Regions from separate parts of the Zea mays genome. Here all the other regions are linked to region 1. Evidence: chromatin contacts called from public Hi-C data. All regions are on one chromosome and are shown on one strand. The core of a region is the stretch at or near the end of the contact, and the rest is flanking DNA. Distances in the headings are between cores, read along the strand shown.

Region 1 (4,561 bases), core at 898-3,397:
AATTACAAACAAATTCAGTAAAGATTTCTAAAAAATATCCTAGCGCTTTAGTTTCATTTAAGATTGAGGAATAAGCACACACATTTTCTTTCCATAGATTCATAATCCCCTTCAAACAATTTAAATCTGTTACACAGATATATGGCTGTTTTTATACAAGAAACATTATATGTAAATGAGTTTAAGAAACCTCTAACTATGCTTGAGGACAATTCCCTGTGTCTTGCTCTAGATTACATGCGCTTGGTCGGTTGTCTATTGAAGGAAAGATGTTTTAATGGCTAGACATGAGAGTTATTTGAGCCTTGGAGGTAGATTGGTGCTTATCAACTCTAGATTGAGTAATCTAATGGTTTATGATATACTCCCTCCGTCTCAGGATATAAGACGTAATCACTTTTTATTCTTGTCCCACAATATAAGACGTGCTCTCTCTATGCATACGTATATCGATGCAGTGGTATAGAGACAATTAAATGCATTTTTTTGGTCTTTGAACCAGATGTGGTTACGCCTTATATACTGGGACGGAGGGAGTATTCAATAAAAAATGTACCATTCAACTTTTGCAGAATTAGATAACTAGTTCATTTAGATGCCATGACATCCAAATGAACTAGTTGTCTGGTTTTGCAAAAGTTAAATGACATTTATACAATTAATCCTTTTTGATATGGCGATATGCCTTTTACCTTCGACATCTATTGGAAAGATGGATAGTGCTAGAAAGCGTTTTTTTTGGAAGAGGGAAATATCATTTGATTAGATGGACTAAGATCACTAAACCTAGCTAAGAAAAAAAAGATTAATTACATACTTGTCACCCTGTTTTTATAAAATTAGATAGGTAATTCATTTTGATGTCATTGAGCGACATGAAAATAAACTACTTTATAACTCTTTAAATTTGGAGTGGCATACTTCTAATTAACCCCAAACCAGATATATTTACTTAAGCAGCAGGTCTACGGTGTCGGCCAATGAAAAATCCACCATTTTTTTGGCATACTAGATGGTGTGGCTATAGGTTACTTTAAAGACACACTTTTCTCATTTTTTTTAAAAAAAACGAGGACCGTGATTGTTCAGTTGAAGCCATGAAATATAAAAACTAGAGCCTCATTTTTAGGAGATGGCTACGTGAAGATTTACAGAGTCAGCTTAGAAGATTGCAAGATATCGTTCTAAAAAATAACGATGGCCAGTTGGTAATTGCGAGTGAGATAAATCTGGAAATTTCCCTAAGAAACTGTTTTGTATGGGCAAAGTTTTAATATAATCTAAAAAGGCAAAACAACCGTGGAGTGAAGGTCTTCACGTGGTTGGTATTACAAGATAGAAGATACCCTCTTCGTTTTTTTTATTTATCACGTTTTAGTTTAAAATTAAACTAGCAGATGATAAATATTCAAGAACGAAGGTAGTACTTACTATTCTCTCTAAAGATAATCTCTGTACGAACAGTACATGAAATTATGTTGCTGCAGGCGTTATGGTGTTATTGTTTCATTGCACCTTATTTAATTGAAGGCTGAGTTTGAATCTTAGTCGTTGACTCTAAGGTTCATACTAATCTAATCAGTAGAACACACATACTTTTATGTTTTATTAAATAAAATCTATTTATATAATATATAGAAATAGTAGCAGTGTATTATTTCATCATGACAAGGCCACAAAGGTGAATCAAGCGCCTCACGTTTTTTTAAGGAATCAGCAAGCGCCTGTGTGGTAGGTTGCAGCAAGCGGCTGAGCCAAAGCGGGTCATGAATCACTGGGCCGCTTGTGCTCGGCTCCTCTCGGCTTTGTTTCGTGGGCCAGAAGACCGGACCACGGGCCGACAGAAGTGTCGCGGTACCGGCCAGGCGGCCAGTTTCGTTCCGTTTCGTACTTCGGCCGTGGATCACGTTCACCTGGTTCTGTGGTCAACTTCTCGGGTAGGCATCCGAGTGACCGCGTCCCCTGGAGTTCAGCTCACACGGTCACACCTCACACCACTCACCCTGATCTGTGGCCCCAACCGGAAACTGTCACGATCGACGCGACGCGACTCGCGCCGAGTCGGTACCACGCATCGTATTCGTAGAGGGAAAAAAAAATCAACTAGGAGTAGGAGGGAAGCCCCTTCCCTACCATGACGTCTGGCCACTGACGTGCGGGGTAGACTCAGACTGACCCCGCACGTCAGTGCCCCATATCCCTGTCCATGCAGCTGCGCCAGGCGGCAAACCAACCAGCTCTCGTGCGCAGAAAATCCCGCGCCGTTCCCCACGCGTCACCGTGGTGCGCCGCCCCCTTCCTCTCCCGCTCCCCTCCACCTCGACTACCAAAACACTGATCCGGTCGCTGATTCGCTGGTGCTGCTGCAGTTTAGGCTAAACAAATCACCCAGTTGACGAAGAGGGAGCTGCTGCCGCGGTCCTGGCCCAGCTCGAGAGAAGTCTTTTGGTCTTGGCCTCTTGCTGCCGCTGCCCCCCAATCGGCGCCGCTTTGCTTCCTGGTTTCCGCAAGGTTCCACACATCAGCATCCGAGACTTGGGATGGAAGGCACGGCGTCTTCTTGGAGCCGCGACTAGGGTGGGAAGGAAAGTTACTTGCTGCCGTCTTCGCGGTCTTTGCGCAGGCAGGGTAGAGCCGGAGATCAGAGATCTTGATGCAGACAAGTCCTTCGGCGTGCAGGGTAAATATCGCCTCCTTTTTCTTCAGATATATATGCTTGTCGGCGAAGTCCTTCGGCGTTCCGATCATCAACTTTTCTTCCAATTTGTAGTTCTCTCTAAGCGGAATCCTTGTGTTCTTGAGAGAGAGAGAGAGAGAGAGAGAGAGAGAGAGAGAGAGAGAGAGAGACTCAGAAAGGTAGCGCAGAGGTGAGATTTGTAACCTGTAATAAGTGACTTGTGGCGCTGAAGATCGAAAGTCAGAGAAATCTTGTGGATACAAGCTCCACCTCCAAGGAATGATAATGGACCCTCGTCCTCGTGACGATCCCAACCTCGGTGCTCGATTGCCCACCCCAAATCCACCCGCACCTCACATGATTAGCTTCTCCCTCCAGCAGCCACAGCTTCAGTTCTTCCCTTCGTATGGATTCCACGGCCACAGCCACAGCTCTCCTGTCAGCTCGCATCCATCTCCACCCTCGGCCATGCCTGGCTGCACCACGCCAAGCCCGGCATCGACAACCACAACCGAGCCAGACAGCGTCGAGGATTTTTCCGAGACTGTTGCTGACGACGCGGTCCTAGCATACATCAACCAGTTCCTTCTTGAAGACGAGGACGAGGAATCCTATCCTATTACCAGCGCGCCTGTGGAGGATTCAGCACTCCTCGCCGCCGTCGAGAAACCATTCGTCGACATCCTCGAGTCTGCCAAGCCTATCGCAGCACAGGGCTATGAAGTAAAGTCTTGGATCACTGATGACTGTGATTCTACAGGAAGCGGAAGGTTTCGCGATGTGGTCACAAGTAGTCTGCCTCGTGAAATGGTGCGGGAGGGTTTAGTTGGTGCTGCTCATAAGGGTCAGAAGAACCCGCGTGACGAGGACATGGAGATGGAGGGGAGGAAGAGCAAACAGTCGGCACTGTGTGACGAAGAGACTGTCCGGGAGATGTTTGACAAGGTGCTGTTGTGTACCGACAAGAACTGTGAGTTCCACTCACCAATGCCAGCCGATGCACAGATCAGCGGGGGATATGTGAAAGGATCTAGAAATAAGCGAGGGCGAAGGAAGGGGAGATCAGGTTCTGGTGCAGAGGAGGAGCCAGTTGATCTCACAACCCTACTCATACATTGTGCTCAGGCCGCGGCTATCGACGACCACAGGAACTCAAGCGAGCTGCTGAAACAGATCAGGAAGCATTCCTCTGCTACTGGAGATGCTGGCCAGAGATTGGCACACTACTTCGCCGATGGGCTGGAGGCTCGCCTAGCTGGCTCTGGCAGCAGCATCTACCGTTCGCTTGCTGCAAAGAGAACTTCCACTGGTGATATACTGAAGGCGTTCAGTTTGTATGTCAAAGCATGTCCGTTTAGGATACTATCACACTATGTCGCAAACACGACCATCTTAAACGCTACGAAGAGCGCCACAAGGCTGCACATCATAGACTACGGGATAATGTATGGTTTCCAGTGGCCAGTCCTCATGCAGCGGCTCTCAAAGAGACCTGGTGGCCCCCCGTACCTTCGGATCACTGGTATAGACTTTCCCCTGTCAGGATTCCGCCCTGCAGAGCGTGTTGAGGCGACAGGGCGGCGGTTGCATGAGTATGCCCGTATGTTCAATGTCCCATTTGAATACCAAGCCATTGCTGCCAAGTGGGATACTATCCAAGTTAAAGATCTCAACATGAAGAGCGATGAGTTCGTCGTCGTTAACTGCCTCTACCGGATGAGGAACATGATGGACGAGACGGTGACGGATGACAGCCCGAGAACGCGGGTTTTGAACACAATCAGAAAGCTGAATCCCCATCTGTTCGTTCATGGGATCGTCAATGGTACTTACAATGCACCCTTCTTCGTGACGCGGTTTAAGGAGGCTATGTTCTTCTTCTCT
Region 2 (4,561 bases), core at 1,048-3,547, 510 kb before region 1:
GTTTTGAAGAATATATCTTTGCCATGCATGGTTCCTTAATTTCTGTATCCAAAGCTAAATATATAAGACGAAGGGAGTATGCAAGAGTATTAAGTAATCCTCCCATCCAAAAAAGTTTTTTTTTTTGAGAAGTAAAAAATGGTATTTATTTTAAGACGGGTGAATGATGTAGAAGTATGTATACGTACCATATATAATTTTTTTAAAGCAATGACGCGTTTCCTGATTCTGTTTACTTCACGCTACTGGCGCCAGCCGCCCGCCAGTGCATGGTCGCTGATCGACTCACGATCTTTGCAACAGCCTTCGTAGTTTCATTTTCTTTTCAACCAACCATTATATATAGTCACCCATACTCTGCACTAGTTGATCGGAATATAATTCTTCCACTATAACAGACATGAGTCCATGCACGTCATATACATGTGCCCGAACTTCACATACTGCTAAAAACTTTGGCTAACAATTTCTGTAATAGCACATTATCTTAAAGAAACTGATTACATATAACAAAAAACATATTTCTATAAAAATCACATACATATCTCTATAAAAATTGCATTTTGGAAACACAGAGAATAAAAATTGCTCTCTAGTGTTGCACGGGCACACAGACACAACACAGGTGGGAATGTGAGGTCGAGCCAAGCCAGAGGCAGCACTACTAGGTCGGCGCGGCGTGACGTCAACCATGAGATCATCTATCGCCTCTCTTGGCTCTCCATGACGTGCCGGCTGCGAGTAGATCGACGAGTATTGCAGTCAGCAGATATATCTTTATAGTTTCTAGATAATATTAAAATAACTTATATCATCAGGTATTTAATTGTATTCTAGGAAACTGCTTTTAAAACAATCTAGATACCACGGCACAATCTAAAGTTTGTATGTTATAGTTAGTTTTTTTTTACTATATGTACTCTAATTTAAAGCACCCTCTCTAAATTATCACTAAAAGACTCATTTGCATAAAAATCACTTTCTATATCTTTTCAGTCTCAACATTCTTTTCTATATCTTGTTTGCACTCTAGAGAGTCATTCATGTTTTTTTGGCTAGCGAGAAATCCGAAATATAAAATATTGGATGGTATTTTTTTAGGAAAACAAAAATCTCTATTTATATAAATTAAGAAGAATATTGAGAGACACTTGGAGTTGCTTTTAGAACGGTATGTCTAAACATGCTAGTATGTTTAGAACCGATCAAAAATATTGTATCGTTACAATAATTAAAACAATGTTTTCATTATTACTCACAGATACGTAAATATATGTCTCCCGATCGGCTTAGGGTCCGTTTGGTTTATTTAGTACAGGAACTAAAGTTTTGTTTGGAGACTAAAATTTAGTCTCTATCCTGTTTGGTTGTAGGGACTAAAAATATTCTAAACATATTAAATGAGTCATAAGAAGACCGAAATACTCCTTAGTATTCTCCCGCCATTAGTGCAACTAAAATAAAGGAAGAGTAAAAAGTGAAATTTGTATGATTTAGTCTTTTTTAGTCAACCTTTGTGCTTTGTGGGACTAGAGACTAAAATAAATCAGTCTCTATTTTAGTCTCACTGTTTGGCAATTTATGAACTAAATGAGACTAAAAATGAAGGGACTAATTTTTAGTCCCTCAAACTGGTCAATTTGGCAGCCACGGTGGATATCACAGCTGATGTCTTGTGGTGCGGGATGGATCGATGAGATGCCCCAGTTTGCCTGCGCTTAGTAGTATACCGTACACACTACCAGAAAGGGAAAGCGTCTTCTGGAACCGGAACAAACGAACCAACTTGGAACAGGACTAGTTGACCGTGAGAGCGCGTCATTATTCAAATCTCACCAATCTGAGAGAGCTGAGCGACCGAAGGTTCCAGATCCTTCCCGCACTGCCGAGCCGAAGGTGCAGTCAGCGGCAAGTGCATCTCCACACGCCGCCGCCCATCCCCTCGCCGCCGTCCGAACCCGCGGGCGACGTTGCGTTGCGTTGCCCCCGCGGCTAAGGAAGGGGAACAGTCGCGATCTGGCGGCGGAGGCCACCGGCCGCCCCAGCCCAACTATATATCCGCGAGGCAAAACCGCGCGCGATGGACGCCCATCCGTCCACGTCGCGACGCGGCGCCGCGCTTCGCGGTGCGCGGTGCCTTCCCCGGATTGGTCCGCCCACGTCGCGTCGGTCGGTCGGACTCGGACCCCTATCAACTTGGCGCACACGTAAGCCCCCACACCGCCTCGGCCCTCTGCACTGCCGAGCCTTGGACGGAGACACAACCTATAAAAGGGTGCGCGCCCTCACCCAGACCCAACCCAACCTAACCCACAAGCCACACAACCCAAGCACAAAACACATCACCGCATCTTTTTCCTTCCGAGCTGTACGTATCTGCAGAGAGAGAGAGAGAGAGAGAGAGAGAGAGAGAAAGATTAGGTCAGAGACCATGAAGCACCCGAGGCCGACGGAGCAGGATGTGTCGCTGGCGCTGTCGCTGAGCACGGACTCGTCCACGACGACGTCCGACTCGGCGGGGACGCCACCGGCGAAGCGGGCGCGGGCGCGGGCGCGGCGGCGGGGCGCCGTGGTGGCCACGTCGGGGGAGGGCGAGTTCGTCTGCAGGACCTGCAGCCGCGCCTTCCCCTCGTTCCAGGCGCTGGGCGGCCACCGCACCAGCCACCTGCGCGCGGGCCGCCACGGCCTCGACCTCGGCGTCGTCGGCGCCCGGGCGCTCAAGCAGCACAAGCAGCAGGCCGCCAACGCCAACGCCAACGGCTGCGAAGGAGGCAAGCAGCGGCACGAGTGCAACGTCTGCGGGCTCGGCTTCGAGATGGGCCAGGCGCTGGGCGGCCACATGCGGAGGCACCGCGAGGAGGAGATGGGCGCCGCCGACGCCTGGGTCACCCTCTGGCGCACCGAGGCGTCGCGCGCCGCCGACCCGCCCGTCTTGCTCGAGCTCTTCGCTTAGATCGATCCGGCCGGCATAGGGTCGGGCTAATCCCTCCTTGTTATTTGGGGGGAGGCTAACTCGTCATCTAGACATCTAGTAGCGTCGGTAGTTTAATCCAGGACATGTAAATCGTATTGGTTCGTTCGTTGCCTTTTTTTTGTAATTACGCTAGTATAGTACTAGCTTCTGCTGTGTTTAGCGGTTCGGTCATGGGGCCGGTTGGATTCCGATACGAATGTCAGAGAACTGATTTCATTCATACTATATTGCTGGAACATATAACAGGATCGATGATTCCTTGGTTCCCATGCATGTCTGTTCGGCTTACTGCAGCGCATTCGTCCGAAATCATCGCGCACGAATCATTCGTCAATTTGAACGATATCCGCGATATGCATGCTTTTTCTAAAATGTCCCAATGGTTAATTAATTTCGTTCGCATATGTTCATGAGCAAGTTAAAAAAAAATAGCGGTCTGGTTCGTTTAACTGATTCCTTTTTTGTTTACCCCCAACGCGATCGAAGGCCCATCGTCGAAACGATCGATTGTTCTTCCGGTTCTTGGACCGTGCGTACCTGTCGTCATCCCATCCGATGATCACCAGCCTTCAACTTTTAGCATCAGGCGGGCGGTTCTGTGGTTTTGGGAGGGATAATTATTGTATCGATATGATCATATGGATTTTTTGAGGCTTTTTCTCGGCGCCTGGGGAAGGCAAACGTGGGATGCACGTACGTGCGCCCGTCCGGGCCCAGCTGGTAGCAGCCCTGCCCCGTGAATCAAGAGGACATATCTGGTGCACATAGAAACTGGTGCACATGGTGCACATATTAAATCATCACCACTCATTTTAGATCTAACGTCTCTAATTGATTATTCAATTTACAAATAACACCTTCCACCACTACACACCACCACGTTGGAGGGTGTCCTTAGTAAAATGTACCAAACAACTAGAGACGTTAGATCTAAAATGAGTGGTAATGATTTAATATGTGCAACATGTGCACCAATATTCCATGTGCACCGTGAATCAATCCTGCCCAGGGGCCGGCTAGTTTCATGCATGCATGATCATGGTCTGACGGATGAGGGATGACGCTATGTGCTGGCTATGACTCCCCCAGGCCCGTATCTCTATCTCCTAATCTCGCTTGAGCAGTTGACCGTATGCGTGCCACATCCTATACGGCTATACCTAGCTAGGTTCCTAAACTAGATTATGAACGTACCTACTCTCGAGTCTCGATCCTCCTACGTCGAATGAAGAGGCCGGGGACAAAAATACAAAATTATCTACGTACCAAATAATCATGATTAGATTCATTGCGAATTTTTTATATCTGAAGCCATAAATTCCGTTCCCACCAGTGAGTCAAATAACTTTAAATCTGACTAGACTATAAGATTTATATATGTATATAAAAAAAGATAGTGTCAATGTCTATATCTTCAACGCATACTTGTTACAATAATAATTTTTATAATTGATTTGGTGATATACTTCTTTACGCAATGTAAATATATACTAGTATTTTTTTAGATATGTTTTGGTCAAAATTTCAAGTTATTTGACTTTTTTGGGGAGATACGACCTTTTTAAATTGTAAAAAAGGTACTCCCTG
Region 3 (4,561 bases), core at 1,066-3,565, 390 kb before region 1:
ACAACAGTGGCATGGATAGTTTCTGCAGTAGAGAACAGATCATCAGTTACTTGGAGCTGTTTTTGGGGGGAAATAAAATGCTGTTTTCAAATCTGTTATGCAACTCATTCAAGTATCCAACGATGTATTGATGAGACAATATACAAATGAGATTTGATTGACATCTACAACACACTCATCACATGAATTTTACCTGGGATATTTGGATTCCACAGTAAGTACAGATTATCTTGTGAAGTGCTACGGTGTATATTAACTAAGACATGTCCATTTTTTGTCACTGTTCTAAAAATTAGCTGCATATAGCCCTCTCAATGGTGACTATGACCTAGGTGCCACCTTGCTTAGCGCTTACCACATTTTAGGAAAATGTTTTTGATTTCATAATCTGTCTAGAAGCCCAGGTGATGCTTCAAGGAGCTCATTGTGCAAAACACCCAATGCCTCAAAACAAACTCCTAGTCTTATGCGGTTATGCCAGCTCTAAGTTAAGTAGAATTCTTCATATATTAACAAGAGTGTGACACAGAACATTTCACTACAGATTAACTCTGGGCCAGTCATGGTTGGACTTGGCATGGGCTCAAAGGACGGGTCAAGGCTACAAAAAATAAAACATGCAATTGAGAAAACACCTAAAATAGTGCTCTTCTTGCTGTAGTGTTGAAACTAAAAAAAAAGTCTGCTCAGAATGGAAAAAAATTGAGCATCCTAAGAACCTATTGACAAGATAATGCTGCCAGATCTATGTTCATTTCTAGAGAAAACTGTTCCTAGTCACCATGTTCGGAACACAAATAAACTATATAACTTACATCATAACCAAACATGTTATTAAGATTGTGAGTAAATGAGACAATGCTGACATACTACAGTACCATGATCAACTCAGTAGAAAGAAGGTAGTAAATGTTCAAATAAAATAGCATTCCCTCTCCCTCATCTATTTTCATTTATGTCAAGGAATAATTCAATATCTAAGCACATGGTATTTGTTAAAGCACTACTATTTTTGAAAAATAAGGAGCATCCATCTTGGAGAGCTGAGAAATCAAATAACCTGAATTCCCTGCACGAGAAATCCGAGCGGTGCCCATCTTTGGATCCAGCTAAATGGAGGATACACAAGGATCTGCAATGCTTGAACAGAATTCCATATGAAAGGGCATCTTGTTTTAGAAACTCTTCTCACTGCCTCAAGAGCAACGACCTTGATCAGAAATGATGCCACATGGCCTATTGAACCCCCACCCAAGATCAGTTGCTTCGATGGCACAATGCGGTTCACACACTTAGGTGAAATGGCCTTTGCTGGTGAAGCAACCAGCGTGCCCTGATACTTCTTGTCATTGCCTGCTTGACTTGAAGGTTGCAAGTGCTTGCTTGCATTCGCCATTGCTTCGAAGCAAAAGCAGAGGCAGAAGACAGGCCCTGCTATTCACATGTACCACCAGCTTCAGCAAAAAACAAACCAGGTGCCTCTAACCACTGCAGAAATATCATGAACAGGAGCATAATAAATGTGTAGCAATAAGCACAATGCATACCAACAGCTGAATTAGCAACCAAGGAAGAACATACCGAATACACCTAAATACATGATGACCACCAAAAGAAACAAGTAATAAAAGGTGTCTTCAGGCCTAAACCGAGCAATTATGATGTCCTAGTATAAGCTGAATTAGAGGTTCACACGAAGTGCGCATTGTTCACTCGCTCAGCACACAGAAAGGCGGACTTAACGAGGGGGTGGGGTTTCAGTTGGTTGAGACCCAATCTATTTGGAAAATAACAGCTATTACTACAAACCCGCCAGCCACCAGCCACCATCCACCAAACAAATGCTTAGCTAACCGCAATGATGGAGGGATTCCACTATACATCCCGGCAAGACTGATCTAGATTAGATCGCTGAATGGTCACATCGTATACAGTTATACACTAAGATGAGATCTCACGAAGCATGCACACACAAAAAAAACGCACTCGTGGAACAATCCGCCATCCCGAGTGATCCAGCATCCAGCCGTCCTTCCTTACCGACAAACGAAGAAATCAACCCAAACACAGCTGGGCCTCCAAGCGACTCCGGCCTCCGCGCCGCGCCGCAAAAGGAGGCGAGGAGGAAGACGGCTCCAGGATAAACTCCCTCCAGGTGGTCCGCGCCGGCGGAAGGAGACCTGCTCACCGGCCGCTATTTAGGGCTGGAATGCCCCTCGGATCGGGAAACGGCCGCGGATCTGAGGGAGTGTCGGGGACGCAAGCGGGAGAAGTGAGGAACACGAACACTCCCGCGGCCGCCGCGCGGGGGAAGAGGAGAAAGAGATGCGTGGGCGGAGTCGGGGCAGAAGAACAGAGACAGAGACAGAGACAGAGACAGGTCGCGGCTCAGAGGAAAAGTGTGCGATCGTGTCCCTTCTCGTGCTACGCGTGGGCGTGGTGGTTCGTCCGCGGGCGCTGCGGCGTGGGCCTAGCCCAGAGGACCATACCATACCAGACGACCACTGGAGTGGGTTCCGCCGGACCCCGTAGGGTACTGGATGGATGCTCCGAGGCTGGAGCGGAGCTGGATTCGTCGCGGTCGTGACGTGCGAACGTAGACAGAGCCCAGTTCATCATTGGCAATACAGCAACGGTTAGACCTTTGAAATTTTTCGGGCCGGCCCAAAAACCGGATGTTTTGGTAGGAGGGAAAAAATCACGTACGGGTGTCGGATGATCTGTTCCTTGGCCTGTTTTACAAATGAACCAAAAATATATTTCTCTATCTCTATATCTACTATTATAATACACATTTTCAGATAGAATCGTGCACGGAACCGTTTTCACCGTCGTCTATCTCCCCACGCGCTCCACCCCGCCCTGCGGCCCCTCCCCACCGACTTCCACGCCAGCTGCACGTCGCGTCGTCGCCCGCACAACCGCCTCCGCGTACTCTGTGCCACTAAACTCGGCAACGACCACCCGCTCCCCTAGCTCCGCCCGCTATAAATCGCTTGGAGGTCGCCCCACTCACCCGCGACGCCACCCTCACGCCGCCAGTCGCCCTCGACCTCATCGTCTTTGGCATGGCCACCATCGCGTACCCGCTCGCCTCCGCTAGCTCCACGAAGGCGTCGCATGAGCCTCATTCTGTTCGGGCTTTGCTTCGACGACTTTGCGTGGCAACATGCCAAAAAAAACCTAACTCCAAATCGCGGGTGACTGGATCCAGGTCCGCCTCCCCTCCCCTTGATCACTGAAAGGGAATTAGGCTTACACCTAGTTCCTAAATAATTTTGGTGGATGAATTGTCCAACACAAATAATTGGACTAACTAGTTTCCTCTAGTGTATAAGTTATACAGGTGCCAAAAGTTCACACTTAGCCAATAAAAAGACCAAGTATTGGGTTCAACAAAAGAGCAAAGGGACAACCAAAGGCACCTCTGGTCTGGCGCACCGGACTGTCCGGTGTGCCACCGGACAGTGTCCGGTGCACCAGAGGACTCCAGCGCAAACTCGTCACCTTCGGGAAATTCCAGAGGCAACTCCACTATAATTCACCGGACTGTCCGGTGCTCCAAGGAAGAGCGGCCTCAGGAACTCGCCAGCTTCGGGAAACTGCAACGGCTGCTCCGCTATAATTCACCGGACATGTCCGGTGTACACCGGACTGTCCGGTGTAACAGCGGGGCAACGGCTATTTCGGCGCCAACGGCTACCTGCAGCGCATTTATTGCGCGCCAGCGCGCGCAGAAGTCAGGCGTGCCCATACTGGCGCACCGGACACTCTACAGTACATGTCCGGTGCGCCACCGGACATCCAGGTGGGCCCAGAAGACATAGCTCCAACGGCCAGAACCCAACGGCTTTGGTGACGTGGCTGGCACACCGGACATGTCCGGTGTGCACCGGACTGTCCGGTGCACCATACGACAGACAGCCTCCACCAAACGGCTAGTTTGGTGGTTGGGGCTATAAATACCCCAACCACCCACCATTCATTGCATCCAAATTTTCCAATTCTCAACCACTTACAAGAGCTAGGCATTCAATTCTAGACACACCAAAGAGATCAAAATCCTCTCCAATTCCACACAAGGCTTTAGTGATTAGCGAGAGAGATTTGTCATGTTCTTTTGAGCTCTTGCGCTTGGATTGCTTTTTTTCTTTCTCACTTGTTCTTGTGATCAAAACTCCATTGTAATCAAGGCAAGAGGCACCAATTGTGTGGTGGCCCTTGCGGGGAAGTTTTGTTCCCAGTTTTGATTTGAGAAGAGAAGCTCACTCGGTCGGAGGGACCGTTTGAGAGAGGGAAAGGGTTGAAAGAGACTCGGTCTTTGTGACCACCTCAACGGGGAGTAGGTTTGCGAGAACCGAACCTCGGTAAAACAAATCCTTGTGTCACACTCCTTATTTGCTTGAGATTTGTTTTGCACCCTCTCTCGCGGACTCGTTTTTATTTCTAACGCTAACCTGGCTTGTAGTTGTGATTATTTTTGAGAATTTCAGTTTCGCCCTATTCACCCCCCCTCTAGGCGACTATCAATTGGTATCAAAGCCAGGTTCTTCATTAGAGC

What was found. A called contact is a pair of places that touch in the nucleus more often than the background predicts.
Region 2: a Hi-C map of bundle sheath shows a contact between it and region 1, with 2.3 times the contacts expected there. The contact joins the promoter of LOC100284530 here to the promoter of LOC103644258 in region 1. A contact is called at or near these places in 5 of 25 Hi-C or Micro-C datasets (bundle sheath, ear, leaf and 2 more).
Region 3: a contact with region 1 is called in a Hi-C map of bundle sheath, with 2.3 times the contacts expected there. The contact joins the promoter of LOC100285414 here to the promoter of LOC103644258 in region 1. A contact is called at or near these places in 3 of 25 Hi-C or Micro-C datasets (bundle sheath, leaf and leaf mesophyll).

What each region holds. Positions count from the first base shown.
Region 1 is chr1:300,691,086-300,695,646 of Zm-B73-REFERENCE-NAM-5.0, forward strand. LOC103644258 (scarecrow-like protein 30) reads left to right here and starts at 2,148. Exons shown (of 2, transcript XM_008667465.4): 1 at 2,148-2,680; 2 at 2,771-4,561. The coding sequence starts at 2,957.
Region 2 is chr1:300,184,012-300,188,572 of Zm-B73-REFERENCE-NAM-5.0, forward strand. LOC100284530 (ZFP16-2) reads left to right here and starts at 2,298. Exons shown (of 1, transcript NM_001157425.2): 1 at 2,298-3,241. The coding sequence starts at 2,432. The coding sequence ends at 2,953.
Region 3 is chr1:300,304,103-300,308,663 of Zm-B73-REFERENCE-NAM-5.0, forward strand. LOC100285414 (CRAL/TRIO domain containing protein) reads right to left here and starts at 2,316. Exons shown (of 7, transcript NM_001158307.1): 1 at 2,041-2,316; 2 at 1,061-1,434; 3 at 1-22. The coding sequence starts at 1,396.